Regions from separate parts of the Zea mays genome. Here region 2 is linked to region 1. A link is a contact called in public Hi-C data. All regions are on one chromosome and are shown on one strand. Each heading gives the region's core, a stretch centred on a gene start, on an enhancer-like site or on the middle of the called end of the contact. The rest is flanking DNA. Distances are from core to core; before and after follow the strand shown. Region 1 holds the start of LOC103629684 (RNA-directed DNA polymerase (reverse transcriptase)). Region 2 holds the start of LOC111258522.

Region 1 (3,519 bases), core at 425-2,924:
TTCGACCCGGACGTCACAACCAGAATATCATCTAGATATCGAATCGCATATACTCTCACAGGTGTATGCCGAACGCTGTCATCTTTCATTCTAGGATGTTTTTTGTGCACTTCCTCACGGAGGGCCATTATCTCTCCATCCACACGATTGAAGAATATGTTCACTAGCGTGCTAGTGAGCTCTGATTCCTGTGGCAGCCCGCGTCCGAGCTCGCAACCACCAAGCTCAAATGCGACCGCATCAGAGACGAACAGTTCGTTCAGGAACTCCAGGAACCCGGGATCATCGACCTTACTGGAGATGGCACCGAGCAGACGGCAAACGTGGCGAGGGGCGAAGGGCTGCCGCGGGATGGCGACACGGAAGAACCAGGACGCGCTGGGAATGGACTTGAGGTATCGGACAGCTGTGTGGCGGCCGCGGTAAGCGAAGGTGGCTGCGCGCGGGGCGAACACGGCGTCGAGGACGGAGGCGGCGCAGCGCAAAGCGAGGCGGAGCGGTAGCGTGGGGACGGGAAGCGGCTGGCCCTTGATGCGGGACGGGAGGAGGAGGCGGAGGTGGGATGATGGGGATGAGAACGCGGCGGCAGCGGCGGCAATGGTGATTGGTGGGGGCTGGGGCGGGACGGGGAGGGATGGGTGCGCGCGGTGGCTTAGGTGGAGCGCGCAGGAGAGGAGGACGGAGGGGTGCGAGAGGAGGGGGAGAAGAGAGTGGAAGCGGTGGCTGGAGGCAGAGTAGTGACAGCGGCGGAGGAGTTGCTCGAGGTCCGCGGCCGAGAGCGGCGGCGCAGCGGGTGGAGTGGCAGCGGGAGCGTTGGAGAACGCGCGGGGTGTGGGGATGATGAAGAAGTGGCACACGCGGGTGTGGGCGAGGCGGTGGAGCATGAGCGGCGTGTAGATGGAGAAGGTGGACGTGCTGCTCGCTGCGGCGGCCGGGCGGGAGGAAGGTCCGATCGCTGCGCGGCTGCGTCGACAGGGAAGGGATGAGGGACCGTAGCGCGCGATTTGGGCCGAACAATGAGAACGGGCCGACGCGCGAGCACGCGGCAGCGTGCGCAATTTGGGCTGAGCAGTGAGAACGGCCCGACTATCGTGCATGGGGCAGCCTTGTTTAGGTTAAGTAACCCTAGTTAGGGTTATGTGGACAAATATCTGCTTTATCTCTGAGGGGTTTCACATCTCTATATAAGGAACTTGTACACCACCTCATAATACAAAGAAGAGAAAGAGGCCAATGGCCCAACACTATATCCTGTGTCTCGTGTGTTACTCTGTCGTGCTTCTGGGAAGGGAGACGGGTTCTCTACAGCTTCTTGTGCCTCTACTGCTGACGGGAGGGAAGGGAGCAGATCTGGTGATCTGCGGCAACGTAGTTCTCAACACGTTATCAGCACTGCTCTACCCCGACTCGTGGATCCTATCGGCACCGACTCTCCGTCACGCCGGCAGGTCCCGGCCTTGCCGAACTGTCCTACGCGACAGGCTTCGTTCCCGTTTGTCGAACCAGGAATCACGGTATGAAATTTTGAGTGGATCTGCAATTTACTGTTCATCGCGTATATCGCTTGTGAGCCCGTATGCATGCTGCCTGTCAGATCTGATGGCGGCTCGACCGCCCACTAGCCCAGCGAGTAGATCCAGCGGCGGGCCGCCCTCAAGCCCCAGGCCCCAGCGCACAGATCCTCCATGCGGCGACTAGGACACTCCCTGGTGGAGTAGGGGTGGCTCTGGTGGCTGGGCGGTTAGAGACGGAGAAAAAAATAGGCTTGCATGGCTTTTGGGCGATTAACGTTTCCTTGCATGGCGGTTAGAGTCGTGTCTTGCATGGCGGTTGACTTTCTTAGAAAAAAAGAGGAAAGCTAATTTGTGTCATGCAACGACTTGCTTGTGGGCTTCACCATGGCTGGCCGCATGCGGATATGAATTTGCAGCCGTACGAAGCCTATGCGATGGTGCACATGGAGCCTATGTGCCTGTACTGCTGTACCGTTAGCCTATGAAAGATGGAGATGGCGTGGGCGTTTCCCACGAGCGGGTCCTTCGCGTGGACCATTTCTTTCCTCTCCATTTTGGCTAGATAAGATCGAGGTCGATTTTCCATGGGGCTTCTTCCTGGTCGCGAGGCTGCATGGCCGTAAACAAACGTGCGTGCTTGCACAGCGGTTCAAAGAAATAAAAAGGGCTATGGCAGCTTGTTGGTTGAAAAAAGTAAAATAATAGACTTATAACTCAGGGCCTTACGATTTTCCAAAAAAAAACCTTTTAGATTAATCAAGTTTGGTATAATTTATCTATTCTATTTACTTACTGTTATAAATAACAAATAGAATGAAGCATGTTTTATGTTACAATTTCTACCTTATTTAATTATTTCCTGTAGTAAATAATTAGCAAAAAAATAATATATGCTTCAAAATGAGAAAATACCTTTTTGCACTCGATGTGTTTATGTTCGTGTATTAATTTCGGTATTATTTTCTGTTTTATTTCCTGTAGTAAATAGCAGAAAATTATTTGAAATACATGTGGTTATACTACGCATAAATCAAATTGCTCTAAGTATTTGTGTCGCTTTGAGCTTTCGGACTCACATTGAGCAATTAAATTGTATAATGGGTACTCAGACATGCCGAACAGACTGCGTTGTTAATTGACTGAGTTATGACATTGGCTGCGTCATGTGATTGCTATGCCGTAGTCTCGCTTAATCGGACCGCTCCTGTTGAGTCGGACCGCCATCGTCGAGTCACACATTTTTCGTATGCCCTGCAGGCACTGTCCGTCTGTCATGATCATCAAGCCACAGTTGCACCTGTTGTGCACGTTGTGTGGACTTATTGTGTACCCCGACTACCGAGCCACAATTGCGCTTGTTGCGCTTGTTATAAAGGCTTGTTGTATTGTTGTTGCACTGATGGCCACACATACGTTGACGCCAGAACGCTAGAGTTTGTACTTGCGTGGATTGTGGTGTGTCGTTCAAGCCCCTAAAGTCACATTATGCGCAACCTTCGTAAACAATTTTGTTTTCACTCTATATTTTGTTTGATTGTGTTGTGTGGCATCGTATATTTATATATATCGCCAAGTGGCCATAACAACTATATTAAATCTGGGAAATTAAATCGAAATACAATGAAACACAGATAGGTTAAATCTCTGCTCTCTCCTACTGCATAAAGTTTTACCCGAAGTAACCTGAAGAAATTCAATATTAATGCATGAAAGCCTTTTTTTGGCACAGAAAACATCACAAATTGAAATTTTATTAGTAAGCAATAAGACCTTGTCAGATGAATAAATGCTAGAATCTCAGTCATACATTGCTCAACCAGATGTTGGCACATTGCTATTTGTCGCTGAATGGCATGAAGCGAACTTTGAGATAAATGGCTAGTACTTTAGCAACACGAAGTTGCGAGTACATCGAAAGGTAATTCTGAGATTTTTTTTACAATGTTTGTGTGAAAAACCATTGTGTGTTCCCGTCAAACTACTTTACTCGTCCTATCTAGGACCT
Region 2 (3,660 bases), core at 1,061-3,560, 530 kb before region 1:
TTTCTTAAGGAGGATAGGATCATCCATCGATCCACATGCACTCCAAAACCTAGTTTGTACTAGGCATACGTGTTGCTTTATCCACGGCCACAAATGGATCGGTCGACACGGTGCACTACGAAACATGCATTGGTGTTGCTTTTTTCCCTGAGAGAGAATACACTGGGACTGTTTGTTAGAATCGAGACATTGTACCCATATCTCTGGATACAATACAAATTGTCTCTGTGGATCGGATAAGCATAAGCTCACACCAAGCAAACAACAGAACCAAGCACTACGTGTAGTTTATATTTGTGTGCACATATATATCCTCCTGAAGAAAATACAAAAAGGATGTCCCTAGCTTTATTGCATCAATACGAGCATAACACTTAAGTTAACGAAAAGGATAAACCCAAACAAAAAAGTTGCGACGAAGAAAAGGTTAGTGAGGGAATATATGTTTCTATTAAAATAAAGTTTGTTTAGAGGAATGCTGTGAGAGAGAGAGAGAGAGAGAGAGAGAGAGAGAGAGAGAGAGAGAGAGAGAGAGAGAGAGATCATTCTATTGGGCCGTGCTTCAAATTCTCCACTCATCAAATCTGTCACGCTAGCTAGCTCGTAGGTAAAGCTGCCAGACGTAATCAACATTGTTGTTGGTAAAGCTCCACTAAGTGATGGATCAATTAATTAAGCTAGTAGCTAACTATCTAATGACGCTTAAGGATAAGGACATGACCTTTATCACCTTGAACTCATTAACAACCGGCCTGTGCTATCATTAAGATGCACGCATACGCACATAACTTCTGGAAACTGAACGCCTCACGTATCTCAAATGAAATCAAAACTGCATGCCAGTCCAGCGAGAATTATATACTCATGAATATATATAGAGAGGCGAGCGGATAAAAAAAGTCAAATAAATTATAGATTAGGATGTAGGGAGTATAAAGAATTATGAATTTGCGTGTAAAAAAGAAATCATATATTGCGGATGTACTGTAACTTAATTAATCTAGCTAGATCAGCTAGGTAGCTATAATATACTTAGGACACATCTGCAATGCCCCCCTTTGCTGGTACCAACGTATCTCGGTCTCCATATTAATTTACTGTCGTTGCAAAAGAGGCGAAGCTAGGACGATAGATAAACATTGGGATACATTCTCATCAACTTAGGTCCTATTTAGAAGCACCTAGTTTTTAAAAAACTGGTTCGTACGATCTAATTTATAGAAATTAGATGTTCAGTTTCTTAAAACCAAAAAACTTGTCTTTCCTAGCTAAAAGATAAAAAACTGATTTATTAAAAATCGGGTTACTTTCAAACATGACTTTATTAATTGCTTTTGGTTTTCGTTTTGGGGTCTGCCAATGATCAATGCACAACCTTTCAGAGAAATAATCAGTGCGCAAGCAATCATTCCTGGACAGTTCTAGTAGATGACCTCTTCCTCGGGCCACCGCATATATAGTGTCCATCCACGGATGGGGGGGGGGGGGGGGGGGGGGGCAACAATTAATGCAACCAATCGACAGTTGGTACGACAAACTACTCAAGTGTACTAGCTGTGCAAACTTCTTTTTTTCTCAAAAGCAATGCAAGATGATCCTTTATTTCAGATCAGATTTCAAAACCACGAACTGCGCAGAGCATGGGGATCAGGATCAAGATCAGCCCCCTTTGTGTGTTTTATCCTACACTATATACGCAAAGCCTTCAGGCCTCCAGCTTGCTTATCTGTTTCATCAGTCATCATGCCATGGTGTTTGGTTAATTACACCCCCAATTTAACTAACATACGAGTTAAAAGGACAAGGAATCACCCATCTTATCTTATCTGCCTAAGCACCAACATATACGTAATGTAAGGCCAAAGTTAGCATTTGGCAACATAAAACCCTTTTCCATTGGTCCTTTATTATTTTTCCCTCTTGACATCAACTTTACAAACACTAACATATAGAGCTCGCGCTAACATTATGATCCTGTGGAGGAGTCGAGAGGGATCACCTACGACAACGAGAGTGAGGATGAAAGGGATGAAGGGTAATTCAAATAATATTGTCTATTAAATTTAAGTGAGTAAGAGAGATAAAATTATAAAATATTCTAACTGTTGGTTTTGATGGTGTGTTAAATATGTGTGCAATTTGTTTGATATATTTAATAAATGTTATAGGTGTCGGGTGATTCGGTTAAGTGTGTTTTGCAAAGTTTAAACCGCTGGTATATATTTTCTTAGTAAGCTTCTCTGCATTGACGAGTCTCTATAAATAGACCCCGTTCCCTCTCACCGTCTCCGTAGCGCCTCCAAGAACAAAAGCATTCCTGATCTATATCCCCAACTCACTCGTAACTCGTAAGTCATAACAAGACAGCAAGCAAGGGAAGAACACCAGGTCACCAGCTAGGCGTACGTGCGGTGGGTGGGTGCAACCGTACGTGCAAGACTGCAAGCGAGCAGCTTACACTACACCGCGCCATGATGAGGCCAGGAGCGGAGTCGTTCCCGACCACGAGCCACGGCGCGCCCATGGCGGCGCCCAACTCCCCGTGGCAGTCGCCGGTGCCGTACCTGTTCGGCGGGCTGGCGGCGATGCTGGGGCTCATAGCCTTGGCGCTGCTCATCCTGGCCTGCTCCTACTGGAAGCTGTCCGGGTACCTCGACGCGGGGCGCGACCAGCGGGCCGCCGGAGAAGCTGGCGGCGCCGGCGCCGGCGCCGACGGGGAGAAGGGCTCGGCGACCGGCGCGGCCAGGCCGGCGGCGGGGGTCCGGGAGCACGTGGTGGTCATCATGGCCGGCGAGGACTGGCCCACCTTCCTCGCCACACCCGCGGCCAGCCGGGCCGTCGCGGAGCTCGGAGCCGACGCCGGCACCGTGAGCCGGAGCAGCGCGAGCGCGATGGCGCTGGCCGAGTGAATCGTTCGTTTTTTTTGGTCGTCGTCCCGGTTCTCAGTCCTCTTGCTGGAGCGGTGTGTTAGATTTAGCTGCCGGTGGTGTAGATTGTAGACGTGATTGGTTGAGACTGGGGGTGTAATTAATGGGCCGGGGGAGAAGAAACTTGGATGCGAGTTCTGATCTGCCGACTTCGCCATTATTGTTGGAAGAAGAATCGGCCAGAGAAAGCAGTGATCTCCAGAGGTTCAGACTTGAGAATTGTGAGACAATGCAGCAGAGTTCCTGATAGGCCATGCTGCCCGGCCCTGCTGCCCCTGCTGTGCTAGCTGTCGACCCCATGGCCCATGGCCCATGCACAATTGCTGTGCTAGCAGTCCAGCAGGGGCACTCGTACTCTGTTCGCGCGTCACCTTTCCTGCAACAAGTAGTTTGCCAGCCTCACTGCCTAGCTTGTTGCAACAAAAAATGCGCCCAAGACGGGATCGTGATCATAATAGCCTAGAGGTCAGGGAGCTGAGGAGGCAGTGTCCCCCTAGTGCAACCCGGCCGGAGCTGGATCTCACCGGCGTTACTGCCTGGTAATGGTAGTGACAAACTGACAATTGATAATTTCCCAGGGGAGAATCTGCCATTTGCCAGGTCGCGTGGTGCCCTGAAGTCTGAACTCTGAAGAACACGTACTGTACTAGCTTGCGAGAGGGCATGAAATGGATAGCTCGATGCTGATTCCTTAGTACGTAGTGAGTAGATTCCGTAAATATCGTGGAAGGGG

What was found. Hi-C and Micro-C count contacts between places; a contact is called where the count stands out from the background.
Region 2: a Hi-C map of ear shows a contact between it and region 1, with 2.0 times the contacts expected there. The contact joins the promoter of LOC111258522 here to the promoter of LOC103629684 in region 1. A contact is called at or near these places in 2 of 25 Hi-C or Micro-C datasets (ear and tassel).

What each region holds. Positions count from the first base shown.
Region 1 is chr6:104,650,836-104,654,354 of Zm-B73-REFERENCE-NAM-5.0, reverse strand. LOC103629684 (RNA-directed DNA polymerase (reverse transcriptase)) reads right to left here and starts at 1,674. Exons shown (of 3, transcript XM_020539364.1): 1 at 1-1,674. The coding sequence starts at 1,097.
Region 2 is chr6:105,184,542-105,188,201 of Zm-B73-REFERENCE-NAM-5.0, reverse strand. LOC111258522 reads left to right here and starts at 2,310. Exons shown (of 1, transcript NM_001357059.1): 1 at 2,310-3,660. The coding sequence starts at 2,472. The coding sequence ends at 2,909.